Linked DNA regions of Mus musculus: region 1 is linked to region 2. A link is a contact called in public Hi-C data. All regions are on one chromosome and are shown on one strand. The core of a region is the stretch at or near the end of the contact, and the rest is flanking DNA. Distances in the headings are between cores, read along the strand shown.

Region 1 (6,429 bases), core at 2,812-5,311, 1.2 Mb after region 2:
GCTTTCTGAGAGTGGCAGCCTCTCCAGGTAGCCCAGAGGCCCAGGAAGAGCTCCTGTCACTAGAGTCAAGGCTGGAGTGGCCTCCCCGAGGGTGCGAGGAGGCAGGATGCCCCTCTCCTGGAAATGGAGTGATTTACATTTGGCATCTGTGCGGACAGAGAGAGGGAATTGGCTTTGTAATTTCTCCTGTCATGCCGCGCCATCAGGAAATTAAGCTGTTTACTCTGCAGACTATGGAGGTTAATGGCTCTTCTGGGAGAGGTCAAGTGGTCATTTTGCAGGGAGGCTGCACCGAGGAATCGGAAACGGCAGGAAAACGAAGCATAAAATCTGAGCTGACTGCTCTTCCACTGTGGCCTGCGTCTCCAGTAGCCACAGTGGCCCTCAGTAGCTGGAGGGCCCCCCGGGCTCTCCTGCAGTGGGCCACACGGTGCCAGAAAGAAAAGAAGACTATATCCTGTCACTAGTGAAGGGACATACATTTAAGATGCCTGTTCGCTATTTCCCTTAAAGTGTTTACGGCCAACAGTTGGCTTCAGGTAGATTTTTGATTTCCTAAATGAGTAAGAAATAGAGAAATTGTGGGCTCTATAAAAAGCAGCCCAGATTCAGTTTAAAAAAGTAAGAAAGAGAATGGGCAGGGGTGAGAGGGTAAGTAGCTTGTTGTTGGTAGCATGTGTGAGACTCTCGGTCTTGGTTCCATTCTCAGCACCATATAAACGGAGGTGGTGGCGTACACCTGTAGTTCCAGGACTTGGGGGTGGAGACAGAAGGATCTCTGTGAGTTGGAGGCCAGCCTGGTCTACATAAAGAATGCCAGGCTAGCCGGGCTACATAGTTAAGAGCCTGTTTCAAAAACAAGCCTCCGCTTGTTGAGAGGGGGGGGGGGGGCAAGGTTTCCATTTTGATTCCCGAGACTCCTTCTCCTCTGGCTCAGAAGGCCGGGCTTTGGTGAGTCCAGATAACCTGAAGTCCTTTTTACTTTCGAATAAACTTCTAGATCTGGGGCCAGCAGAGCTGTGGTTCGAGGACTCCTTAGGGGTGCCGTTTCTAAATGAGAGGGGCCTGTTTCCATCCACCCAGTCTCCGGGATCCTGTATCCATCTGTCCCCAGGGCAGCTTGGAAATCCCCAGAATCCTCGGCTGAGAAACAGCTGCGCCTGTTCCAGTTGTGTTGTAGAAGTTTCTGTTTGCTTCCTGGCAAACGCCTCTGAGCTGAGTTAGGTCTGTCCCTGCTCTGTCCTCTGCCCAACCCACCTCTGCCCACCCTCTCCTTCTCCTGGGAGCTTCCTCTGAGCAAGAGTTGTAGCCTCTGGGCCCGTGTGCAAGGAAGATGGCCCATCTGTGGGTTTGGAGGTGGCCTAGTGTGAAGCCCATCAGGTGCTCTAGTGATCCCAAAGTGCTCCCTCGGTCTTCGGACTCCTTCCCCTCGCTCCATGTGAGCCGCCTCCCCTCAGGACACAGCTTGTCTCTCTGTCACTTACTCGCGCAGCTCACCATCTTTGCTCTCACAGTTTCTCTGTGAGTCTTTTTGCATCTCTTCTATGCTGGGAGCCAGGGGTGCATGCCAGGTGCCAGGTCCCAGGTCGTGCAGGTCCCTGAGCCCTTCATAGAGTCCTGGACTGAGACTAAGCCACCTGCCACCCAGACAGTGCAGCTCCAGCACCAATGGCTCCCTCTGCTGGACAAATACTGTTTATCCTTCTCCAGTTCTTTGAAGCTCTGGACCTGGCTAAGGAAATAGGCATTATAGTTTATTGTAACAATAGAAAAAAAATAAAGCTGTGTGTGTACGCATGCATGAATGCCTGGGTATGTGCGTGCGGGCCTGCCTGCCTGCTGCCTGCCTGTGTGTCAGTAAGTGTAAGCATGCTCGTGCCAGGGTAAGCATGTTTGAGGTCACAGGTGTGTGTGTGTGTGTGTGTGTGTGTGTGTGTGTCTGTCTGTCTGTCTGTCTGTCTGTCTGTCTTCCTGTGTCTGCCTGCCTACCTGCATGTTTGTTTATAAGTGTAGGTGTGCTCATGCCAGGGTGTATGCATGTAGAGGTCACAGGACAACCTCGGGAATCACTCTTTATCTTCTACCATGTTTGAGACAGGGTCTCTTTGTTGTTTGCCAGGCTGGTTTCTGGGGCTTTGTCTGTCTCTGCTTCTCATCTGTCGCAGGAGTGCTGGGACTGCAGACACATGCTACCAGGCCTGGCTTCATGTGGGTTCTGGGGAACTGAAGGTCCTCATGCTTGCTTGGCAAGTGTTCTACTCACTTAGCCACCTTGTCAGCCCCAAGAAGCCTTTTAAGAAAATTTCTTCAGGGCTTCAGAGATGACTTAGTGGTTAAGGTTGTTGGCATGCAAGCAAGAGGGTTGGAGTTTGGATACCCTGGACCCACATAAATGCCAGCTGGTGTAGCAGACTGCCTGTACTTCCAGGCTGGTAGAGATGGGATATTCTAAGAGAAGGATGGCTGATGCAAGACTAGTGCTATCAGCAAACCCTGAGTTTGACTGAGACACTACTTCCCCCCAAAATTACAGTGCAAAAGTGGCCCAGGGAGCTTGACACGTAGCCTCAGGCTTCTGCATGTGTGCACACATGCACCACACATACATGTCACTGCTCTAGAGACCGTGGGACTAGGAGGATGGGGAACGAGTCAGACTAAAGCCACATGCAATTGCCTACGTTATTCAGAGCATCTGACAATTTATACTCTGAGGGTTAAGAGAAATCACATGAGTAACGTTTTCATGAGTTTGAAAGCTGCATACAATCATGAGAACAAGCTACACGTGGCAAAAATACATTCTCCATAGAGGCTTATCAAGTATGGCTTCAATGTCTAATTGAGTAACAACAGCAAGCAAGAATGAGTATTGGAAGTAACCTCACTCCTAGCCGCTATACCTGGGAGGAGCACAAAACACTTTCCAAGAATAATTCCATGTTTTGAAGAAATTGAGGTCATAGAGTCTTGTCTTGTTTTCTTGGCATTTTCTCACAAGCACTCAGCGTTCTCACGTGACTCCATTCCTGGACCGTGTTCCAGCACATGCACATGGAAAGGTGAAAAAGAAAAGACATTCGTGAGATCGGATCTGCTATGTATCCTCAGCTGACCTAGAGTTCACAATCTTCCTGCCTCAGCCTCCTGAGTGCTGGATTACAGGAGTGACCCCACCAGGCCTGGGGCTTGTATTATTTTACCACTGAGCCTCCTATCTCAGGGCCTCTGTCTTAGCTCCACGAGCAGCTGTTTATAGTAGTCGTCTCCAGTCTTTTGGTGAGTGGTGTTTGTGTTCTAGGCATTGTGTAAGGAATGGTGTTGTTTATGTAGTGTGTTACTTTGCCCTAGATATGGGTGGTTTTGATTGCTTTGACTATGTCACAGGCGAGGAAGCTGAGGTCTAAAGGCTTACATAGAGCAAAGTCACTTTTAGAAATCAGAGAAGGAATTTCAGTATTGAAGACAGCCTACATCCCCTGTTCTCGGATCCTCAGCTCGCATGCTGAGTTAATGTCCCCTGGACGGAGAAGGAAGGGAAGACTGACGTGGGTGCTCAGACTCCCCTAATAACTCAGAACTTGGATTCCTGTGCCATTTTCTGGGTTTCAGTGAACCTCATCTCTGGAGGGTGATGGCTAAGCCACCTTCTTGCCTCCTTGGTCACGTGGCTTTGCTCAGAGAGCCCCAGAAATGGATGACATTGCAGCTAGGACTCTTATGTACCTCGAGGGAGGCCTTGGTCTGATGTGGATGGGCTGTGGGTCTAAGCACTGGGGCTAAACCGAGGAACCCTCCGAGGAGCTGAGCCTGCGCTGTCTCTGGGAGGTTGGGAAGACATTCTTGTCTCAAGGAAGCAGCTGGTGCCTGTGAAACCTGGCACCTTGCCTGACCCCAGCTAATAGGGATGTCGCAGGCTGCTGTGGAACTAATGGAGCACTCTCCTCAGGCAGCAGTTAGGGGTTAATTATTAGCAATTAGGGAGTCAGCACATGCTCTGGGGGGGCTGCCGTCCCTTCCCGAAACACGGGTCACTTGTCTTCCTCTGTGTTAGTAACGGGATCCATCTGTCCCCCTTGGGTTCCTGGTTAATCATTGTGGTAGGGGTCCCTACAAGGCCAGCAGCAGGGGGCTAGTGGCTGAATGACCCATGATGCCCCACTGCCGCTGGCCCTCTGCTTCTGCCATGTGGCCTCTGTCGGTTACTCTCAGCATGGCATCGGGACTGGCCTGCACCTGTGGCTCTCTGTGAACCCCCTTCCCTTGTGCTCTCTTGCAGACGCTATTACAAGGAGACCTCTGGCCTGATGCTGGACGTTGGAGGTTACATGAAGGCGCTCGAGGTACCTGCCCTGGTGCTGCCCCAGGCCCTGGCTTTCTGGAGAAGATGGTGTACTTTATAGACAAGTAGCCTCTCATGTTTCTGAGTGGAGCATCCTGTGTGGGGCTTGAGCCACACCCCCGTCTCCTCTGTGGAAGTAATGGAGGTCTCTCCTCAGGCAGCAGTTAGGGTCCATTATCTTGATCATCACACAGTCATTATGTATGTATGTGTCATCCCTCTGACCCCCAGCCAACCTCTGGGTGCTCTTTCCCAGCATGCTCTTCACCACTCTGACTCATGGCTTTAGTGTCTCTTCAGATCACCTGCTTCCTTCCCAGCCCTGTAACCCCTCAGGCTGTGTGTCCTCCCAACTCCTCTCCTGAGATGACTTTCCAGGTTATAAAGCCTTCTGTGGCAAGACCTCCAGAGTCCACTGTGACTGGCCTGTCAGTTACCCCTGCCCAGATTCCTGCTAGACCATGTCCCAGCTCCACAATAGTAGCAGCCCCTGTCCACCTGTGCCCAGGCGAGAAGGGTGAGCAGGTGGGTGGATTGAATCCTAGACACACTTAGGAGGGCCTTTGATCTACTTGGAGGTGGGTAGCAGGGAGAGGCAAGAGATGGGATTGTAGCTGAACAGGCAAATGAGAGCCTTGGTCTCCTGTCCCTTGGGAGACTCGTGGTTCTGCTAGGTAAGGTATGCCACTTGCTGTGGGCACTCTTGAAGTAGGCGGCAGAGCTGGAGGTAGGTGTCCTAAGCATTCTAGGCAGCAGCCTGTTGTGGAGTTGTGACACGCTTGCCTGTGAGAGGGTTTGAGGCCCATGGCATCCTGATCATCATGAGGCGGTCAGTCTTTCCATGTGTGTCTACTCCCGTGTTCCTGATCTGAAACTCATACTGTGTCTTCTCTTTGCCAGTATGCCTGTGGTATCAAGGCTGAAGTGGTGGGGAAACCCTCCCCTGAGTTCTTCAAGTCTGCTCTACAAGCCATAGGGGTGGAAGCCCACCAGGTAGGCACAGCAGAATTTCCTTTCTTCTTTACATGTTTAAAACGACATTTACTTATTTATATACTTATTTGGGGTATGAGATTGTGTGGGTTCCGGGAACCAAACTCAGGTTGACAGGATCAGCAGCAAGTGCTAACACCCGCTGAACCATCCTGCTGGCCCCGATCGTTTCTCACCGTGAGGAAGGAGACAGTTTCTTACCATGCAGCCCAACAACTGGGTCACACAGAGTCTTCACTTCGAATTGTTTTTGTCCTTTAAAATACTAATGCTTTCCTTCCTTGCTTTCCATGTGCGTGTACATGTACATGTGTATAAGTCACAGGCACACATGTGCCACAGTGTGCATGTGGAGGGCGGAAGACAGCCTTGGTTGTTAGTGCTTGCCTTGCTCTCTCTTTGAGAGCTTATTCACTGCTGCAGATGTCAGGGTGGCTAACCATTGAGCTTCCAGGGATTCTCCTGTCTCTCCCTCCCATCTCAACATAGGATTCCTGGCATCACGGATGTGTAGTGCTGTGCCCACCTTCCCATGGGTCTGGGGATTAGAACTCAGATCCTCGTGCGTGTACAGCAGGCTCCTTTCCCAGTGAGCCCTATCATCTCCCTAGCCCCAGAACGGATTTTTTACTCTCTTGGGTTTTTTTTGTGGGTTATTTGTTTGTTTAGATAGGGTTTCTCTGTGTAGCCCTGGCTATCTTGGAACTCACTCTATAGATGAGACTGGCCTCTGCCTCCCAAGTACTGGAATTAAAGGCTGTTCCACCATGGCCTGGCTTTACTGTCATATTTTTAAAATAATCTCAGACCTGTTGTATCCTTTCATATTACAATATTTCTTTTTAAACGTGGCATTTTAGCCACAGCCACAAAGTAGTACAGCCCCAGGCAATGACTTAAAAAGTCCATAGAAAGATGGCCCAGTCTCCTGGCTCATTAGTATCACAAGTCAGAAAGCATCGTCTAATACAGATGCTGAAGGAAAGAAGTAACAGAGGATCGCAAGCGTTCATGTGGTGAAGCTGCAACCCTCGTGTTCTGCTGGTAGGACCGTGAGTTAGCCGCACTGCTGGGAGGGAGCCTTTGGTGGGTCT
Region 2 (5,818 bases), core at 433-2,932:
AATGTATTTAGAGAATGAGTTCAGTGTAAAAACTTGTTTTCTAATGGGTTAAAAGGTAGCTAGTCCTGGAGATATGGCTTAATGTTAAGGACATGCACTAGAAGATGGGTGTAGAGACACACATTCCTAATCCCAGGAGGCAGAGATAGGGGCATCTCTGAGTTTTGAGGCCAGACTGATCTGCCTAGAGTTCCAGGACAGCTTGAGCTTTATATAAAGACCCTGGAGGGAGGAGGAGAGGAGAGGAAGAGAGCACACTGCTTTCCATCTCAGAGGACCTGAATTCAGTTGCCACCACCCTCATCAGCTGGCTCACATCATAACACCAGCTCCAGGGGGATCTGACACCTCTGGCCTGTGTGGCCCTCATGTGCACAGACCTACATACACACAACATACATATACAAAATTAAAAAGAATAAAAATAAATGTTTAATTAGAGGGTCTGATTATTTACATAGCTCATTGCTAGATAAAGGAGCCCCATACAATAGTCAATGACCTTTCAATGTGTTTAAAAGACAATGACTTTAATGGGGCATGGTGACACACACTTTCAAATCCAGTGCTTGGGGGGCAGAGGCAAGTAGATCTCTCTGAGTTTGAGGCTAGCCTGGTCTACAAAGTGAGCCCAGGACAGCCAGAGCTATTACACAGAGGAAACCATGTCTCAGAAAAACAACAACAACAAAAAAGTGAATTTTAAAATGTACTAAATTAACCTCTCTTATTTTAGAATATGGGTATAGGCTATAAGAATAAGTGATGTGGACTGTTCTTGCAGAGGACCCAGGTTTGGTTCCCAGCACCCATACCATGACTCACAACCATCTAAATTTCCAGTTCCAGGGGCACAATCTCTCTTCCACTGGCACTGGCACGCATGTGGTATAAATAAACTCACACAGATTAGACACACATACATATAAATCAATCAGAATGGGTGATAGAGTTATCCCCAAGGAAACTAATGTCCCAATTGCTTTCCTCTATGTATGCGTCTTCTGCAATCGGGTCTGTTCCTAAAGCTGAGAAGACGCTTCCCAACCTGCTTGTCTCCTTGGAAGATTCCTCCTCGTGTCCTCAAATCCTCACAACCGGAAGCTCTAGTCAGTCTGACAAACAATGCAGTAGCCTTTGCACCTCTGCAGACACTTACTGATGAGGAAATTATGATGAAGCAGACAGGTAAGCAAACCTTCAACTTCACCCTCTTGCCCCTCTGGTCGTGGGAAACAGCACACATCAGCCCGGGAGATGTGCTCATCTCTGCGGTGGTTGCTCTGTTTAGGGGCTTCAGGGTATTTGTTTATTTTTGAAGCAGGGTGTTGTTGTGTTGCCCATGATGACCTTAACCCCTGGGCTCAAATAACCTTACTTAGCCTCCAAAGGATTTAGAGTCATATAAATGGGATTTTTCACATAATATTTTGGAAAAAGTAATATAAAAACAACAGCAGAATAAAGGGTTAGGTTACAGGTTAAGGTTTGCCCATCTCTCTTCCCAGAAACTGATTCATTGACAGTCTCTTCTGTAGCCCTGGAGTCAGGACATGATACTAACCATCCTACAGTGCACAGGGAAAGCATCTCCGAAACAAAGGCTTGCCAGCCCAGAGCATTCTTAGGACCGAGGTGGAGAAACCTTCCTGGGTGTGGTCATGCAGCTGTTAAAAGGTCCATGTTAGATGGGATGTGCTGGTGTAGAAAGATAAGGTGTAGGCAGGGAGATTGCAGGCATCTGGCATGGTGGTATATGCCTTTAATCTCAGAACTGCAAAGCCAGAAGCAAGTAGATCTTTGTGAGCTAAGGCTAGCCTGATCTCAGGAAGTTCCAGGCCAACAAGGGCTACACAGTGAAATCCTGTCTCAAAAACTAGCAAAAAGAATAAGATGGGAGGAGGAAGCGGGGAGGAGGTTGAATGTGAGTCGTAGGTTGCTTTGTGTACTAGAAGAAAGCCGGCAGGTAGAGCGTGTGGGCAGAGATGCACTTTGGAGAGAAGCTTTCAGAAGGAACACATAGGTTTAAAATCAGTTACCTTTGGGGAGATGAACTCTAAATCCAAGATAGGAGAATAAGGCTTTCATTTTTCATTTTATGCCTTCCATCGTATTTTACATTTTTGCTTCAAAGCAGGTTAGGGGATGGCCTTTCTGTATTTATAGAAGGAAATTTTAATTTGTATCTTGAAAACCTAAATATAGTCATGTGTGTTTTATTGATTAAAAATGTTTATCAGCAAACTGTTAATGAACTATTTCTTTCTTAACTTAAAAATATCCACTCTATCTATTTAAACATAAACTCATCAGCAATTCTTTTTCCCACAGTCAAAAAATTTGCACAGGAGCACGTTGCTCCTCTGGTTTCCTCTATGGATGAGAACTCAAAAATGGAGAAATCGGTGATCCAGGGATTGTTCCAGCAAGGGGTACGTGTTCCTTAATTCTGCTTTCAAGCTTTTGTTATTTAAATCCTTATAAAATATATTTTATTATATCCTTTTGCCTCCTCTACCCCTCTCCTGTCTTCTCCCACCTCTCTACCCACCCAATTTCATTTTCTCTGTCTCTCTGTTTCTCTTTCTCAAAAAAAAAAGAAAAGAAAAGAAAAAAAAATTCAAAATAAACAAGACAAAAATACCCAAACCAAAAAAAAGTACACAAAAAGCAGAGTCCATTTTGTGTTGGCCAACTACTTTTAAATACATCTTGTATATTAAAATATATGCAAACTTTTCAATTGAGGGATTATAATAACCTTAGTGAATTCCTCATTCCTAGTCCAAAGTATCTGTGTTTCTTCTCTGTTAAGGTCTTAGTTGATTTTATACAGTTAAAGATTTCTAACTGGATTGACATTTTAAATTGGCAGTGTTGTGAAGGAGAAGGCCACTAGCACCTGGTGGGAAGAAGCCTGGGCGCTACAGACTGACCATCCTACAGCACACACACAGGGAAGCTCACCTAAGAGCTGACTAGCTCCGTCAAACACTACAGGCCACACAGACTGACCATCCTACAGCACACACACAGGCAAGCTCACCTAAGAGCTGACTAGCTCCGTCAAACACTACAGGCCACACAGACTGACCATCCTACAGCACACACACAGGCAAGCTCAACTAAGAGCTGACTAGCTCTGTCAAACACTATAGGCCAGAGACACTGTGTGCATTCTTGTTTGTGTGTCAGTCTTAAAGAAGAGCTGATATCTGAGTTCCACGTTAGGCAGATTTCCAGCTTTGTGATTCACACAGTCTTTGTCACATAGCTCTTGTCACCATGTATGACATGTAGAAGAGATTAAAGTAGAGTTAATCTGGCTATGAGTAGGGCATTGCCAGTGTGGGAACTCCAAGGAGCACGTCTTTTAAAATCCCCATGCTAATTCCTGGTGTCTCCCTTGTCTTTAGGCTCAAAGGAGTTGTTTGTTTATTTGTTTGTTTGGTTGGTTGGTTTTAATACTAAGTATGTATTCAGTACCACCTTTTTAAATCTTGTCCGTCACCTTATTGAAAAATAACTTTTGGCACCATGCCATATAATTTCCTTTCTTCTGGTTTCAATGTGACCAGCTTTTGATGGTTTTTCTAATTTTTTGTCATCAGTGAAATACTTAGGAAATGGAATCCCCTGTAGAGACATATGGGGCCGCACAGACACCTGGTGTGTTAGACAAAGACCCGATGGTTCTTCTCCCAGCCCAGTTCTGCTGTCATCATGGACAGACCCCATCCCTGGCCATGCTTCTGTGGGGACTTTGATGGCCTCACGGCTTGAAAGGCTTGAAAACTGCTCTCCTGGGGTAGAGCTTGCATTCAGGGCCATGCACACTCACCATCCACCTCCTGAAACTACTCCTGCTATCGTAGCTCAACTGCCTCCCAACTCCTCAGTCCCTGTGTTAGTCACCTGCCACAAATTTCCGATTAAAGAGAACTGTGACCTTTATCGAGGAGCAGTATTGCTAACAATGGCTCCCACTCGGAAATCACTGTCAGTTCTCTTCCCCTCCCACTCCATTGCAGTTCTCAGCCTTTGTGGTTCTGCCTTTCTGTTGGCTACATCCTCACCCTGAAATAGCCCTAGCCCTAACTCAGCACTGCTGTTCTAGGAGAGCCTAGAGAAAAAGGACACTTCACCCTTCCTGCTACCAGACATGGCTCTTGCACCACTGGTATACGTCATGTGCCTTTCCTAAATCAAGGACAGTTAAACACAGAGCAGTACTAAGGACATTTCATGTTCCAGACTTAGACATTGAAATCAAACGGCCAACATTTAGTGTTGTGTGTCAGCAACTGTGACTTGTTGGGTGTGTCACTTACCAGGTGTTGTCTGCTAACCGTCTTGGACTTTCTAAAGTGGCCCCAGATAGATGCTTGTGCAGTCATTATCCCTGCTGAGAAGGTTCCATTAAAAGACCTGCTTGGAAGACTCTGTGCCAACAACTACAAGCTGCAGACATGTTCACTGGGAGCTGGTTACATTCATGCATTCACTTATTACATCAAATCAGTATAGAGGGGCCAGTATGGAAATACCAAAACAGCTCGTACTTTCTTCATAAGGAAGGTTATCAGTGCATACTTAGGTTTTTTATTCCGTTCATTTATGCTTCAAGGCATTTGCATCTTTCATTGTTATCCAAGACCCAAAGTGGAATAAAACCTCTAACATAAATTTATCCTTCTCAAGAAAAAAAAAAGAGGAAAAGCAAACAAGCAACCAAAAAAACCTAAAATTTTTATAGACTATTATTTACAGCAAAATAGCTATATCAAATTAAAATATAAATAAAAATTTAAAATTCAGAATGCATATATGGTAGGCTATGGCCATAGCTTGGGTGGTGGTAAGGTGCTTGCCTAGCATAAGGGGCCCCAGGTCATACATGTGTTTACAGTTTAACAATTTACAGTCTCCCGGTATGAATAGCTTTCCGCACCTGCCTCATCTTTCCTCATCTGTCTTTGCTTTAGCTGATGGGCATTGAAGTTGAAGCACAATATGGAGGGACAGAAGCTTCCTTTTTCTGCTCTGTCCTAGTGATAGAGGAACTAGCTAAGGTGGATGCTTCGGTGGCTCTCCTGTGTGACATCCAGAACACAATAATTAACAACCTGTTTAGAAAACACGCTTCAGAAGAACAGAAGGCCACCTATTTGCCAAAGCTGGTTACAGAAAAAGTAAGTTGAAATGAGTTGTTGAAAATGGATTGGGTCTAAGGTTCCGGTGTTTTCGGGAGAACAGTAACTGCGATACTGACTTTAATTATCCGAGACCACAATGCAACACCATCCATCAACCAAGCAATGCTCAATAAATTACTGCTACCAGAAAAGCACACTCTACTTCTCATTTGTCATGTGGAAACTTAGGAAATAATCATCAGACAATTATTTTTAGCCAGGCATGGCAGACATACTTATAATTCTAGTGGTCAGAGGCTGAGGCAGGAAAACTGCTCGTTTGAGACCAGACTAGGCTACATAGCAACTTCCAGGACAGCCTGGGATATATAGTGAGACCCTGGCTACAAACAAACAAACAAACAAACAAAAAAACAGCATTTTTTGTTTTGTTGTTGTCTTGTTTGTTTGCTTGTTTGTTTTGAGACAGGGTTTCTGGCTGTCCAGGAATTCACTTTGTAGACCAGGCTGGTCTTGAACTCACAGAGATCTGTCTGCCTCTGCCTCCCAGGTGCTGGGATTAAAGGTGTGTACCACCACAGCCCGGCGAAACAACAGTACTTTTATCACAATTCATTTTCCAGTACCTTTGTTGAAATCACTTTCTGCTATAATTAATTACA

Evidence for each region. A called contact is a pair of places that touch in the nucleus more often than the background predicts.
Region 1: a contact with region 2 is called in a Hi-C map of the G1E-ER4 cell line, with 4 times the contacts expected there. The contact joins two enhancer-like sites. A contact is called at or near these places in 5 of 484 Hi-C or Micro-C datasets (the G1E-ER4 cell line, cortical neurons and embryonic fibroblasts) and 1 of 9 other capture datasets (embryonic stem cells).

The regions. Positions count from the first base shown.
Region 1 is chr7:132,637,245-132,643,673 of GRCm38.p6, forward strand. It overlaps Lhpp (phospholysine phosphohistidine inorganic pyrophosphate phosphatase), which reads left to right. Exons shown (of 7, transcript NM_029609.1): 4 at 4,280-4,343; 5 at 5,243-5,335. Among named protein-coding and RNA genes, the nearest start is that of Lhpp, 30 kb to the left of the region's middle. Within about 2 kb of position 4,062, at least 17 of the 459 cell types and tissues checked have an H3K27ac peak or open chromatin away from gene starts, as enhancers often do. A contact at or near this core is called in the G1E-ER4 cell line, where this site is marked.
Region 2 is chr7:131,423,444-131,429,261 of GRCm38.p6, forward strand. Acadsb (acyl-Coenzyme A dehydrogenase, short/branched chain) reads left to right here. Exons shown (of 11, transcript NM_025826.4): 2 at 1,029-1,188; 3 at 2,332-2,432; 4 at 4,986-5,192. Among named protein-coding and RNA genes, the nearest start is that of Acadsb, 16 kb to the left of the region's middle. Within about 2 kb of position 1,683, at least 11 of the 459 cell types and tissues checked have an H3K27ac peak or open chromatin away from gene starts, as enhancers often do. A contact at or near this core is called in the G1E-ER4 cell line, where this site is marked.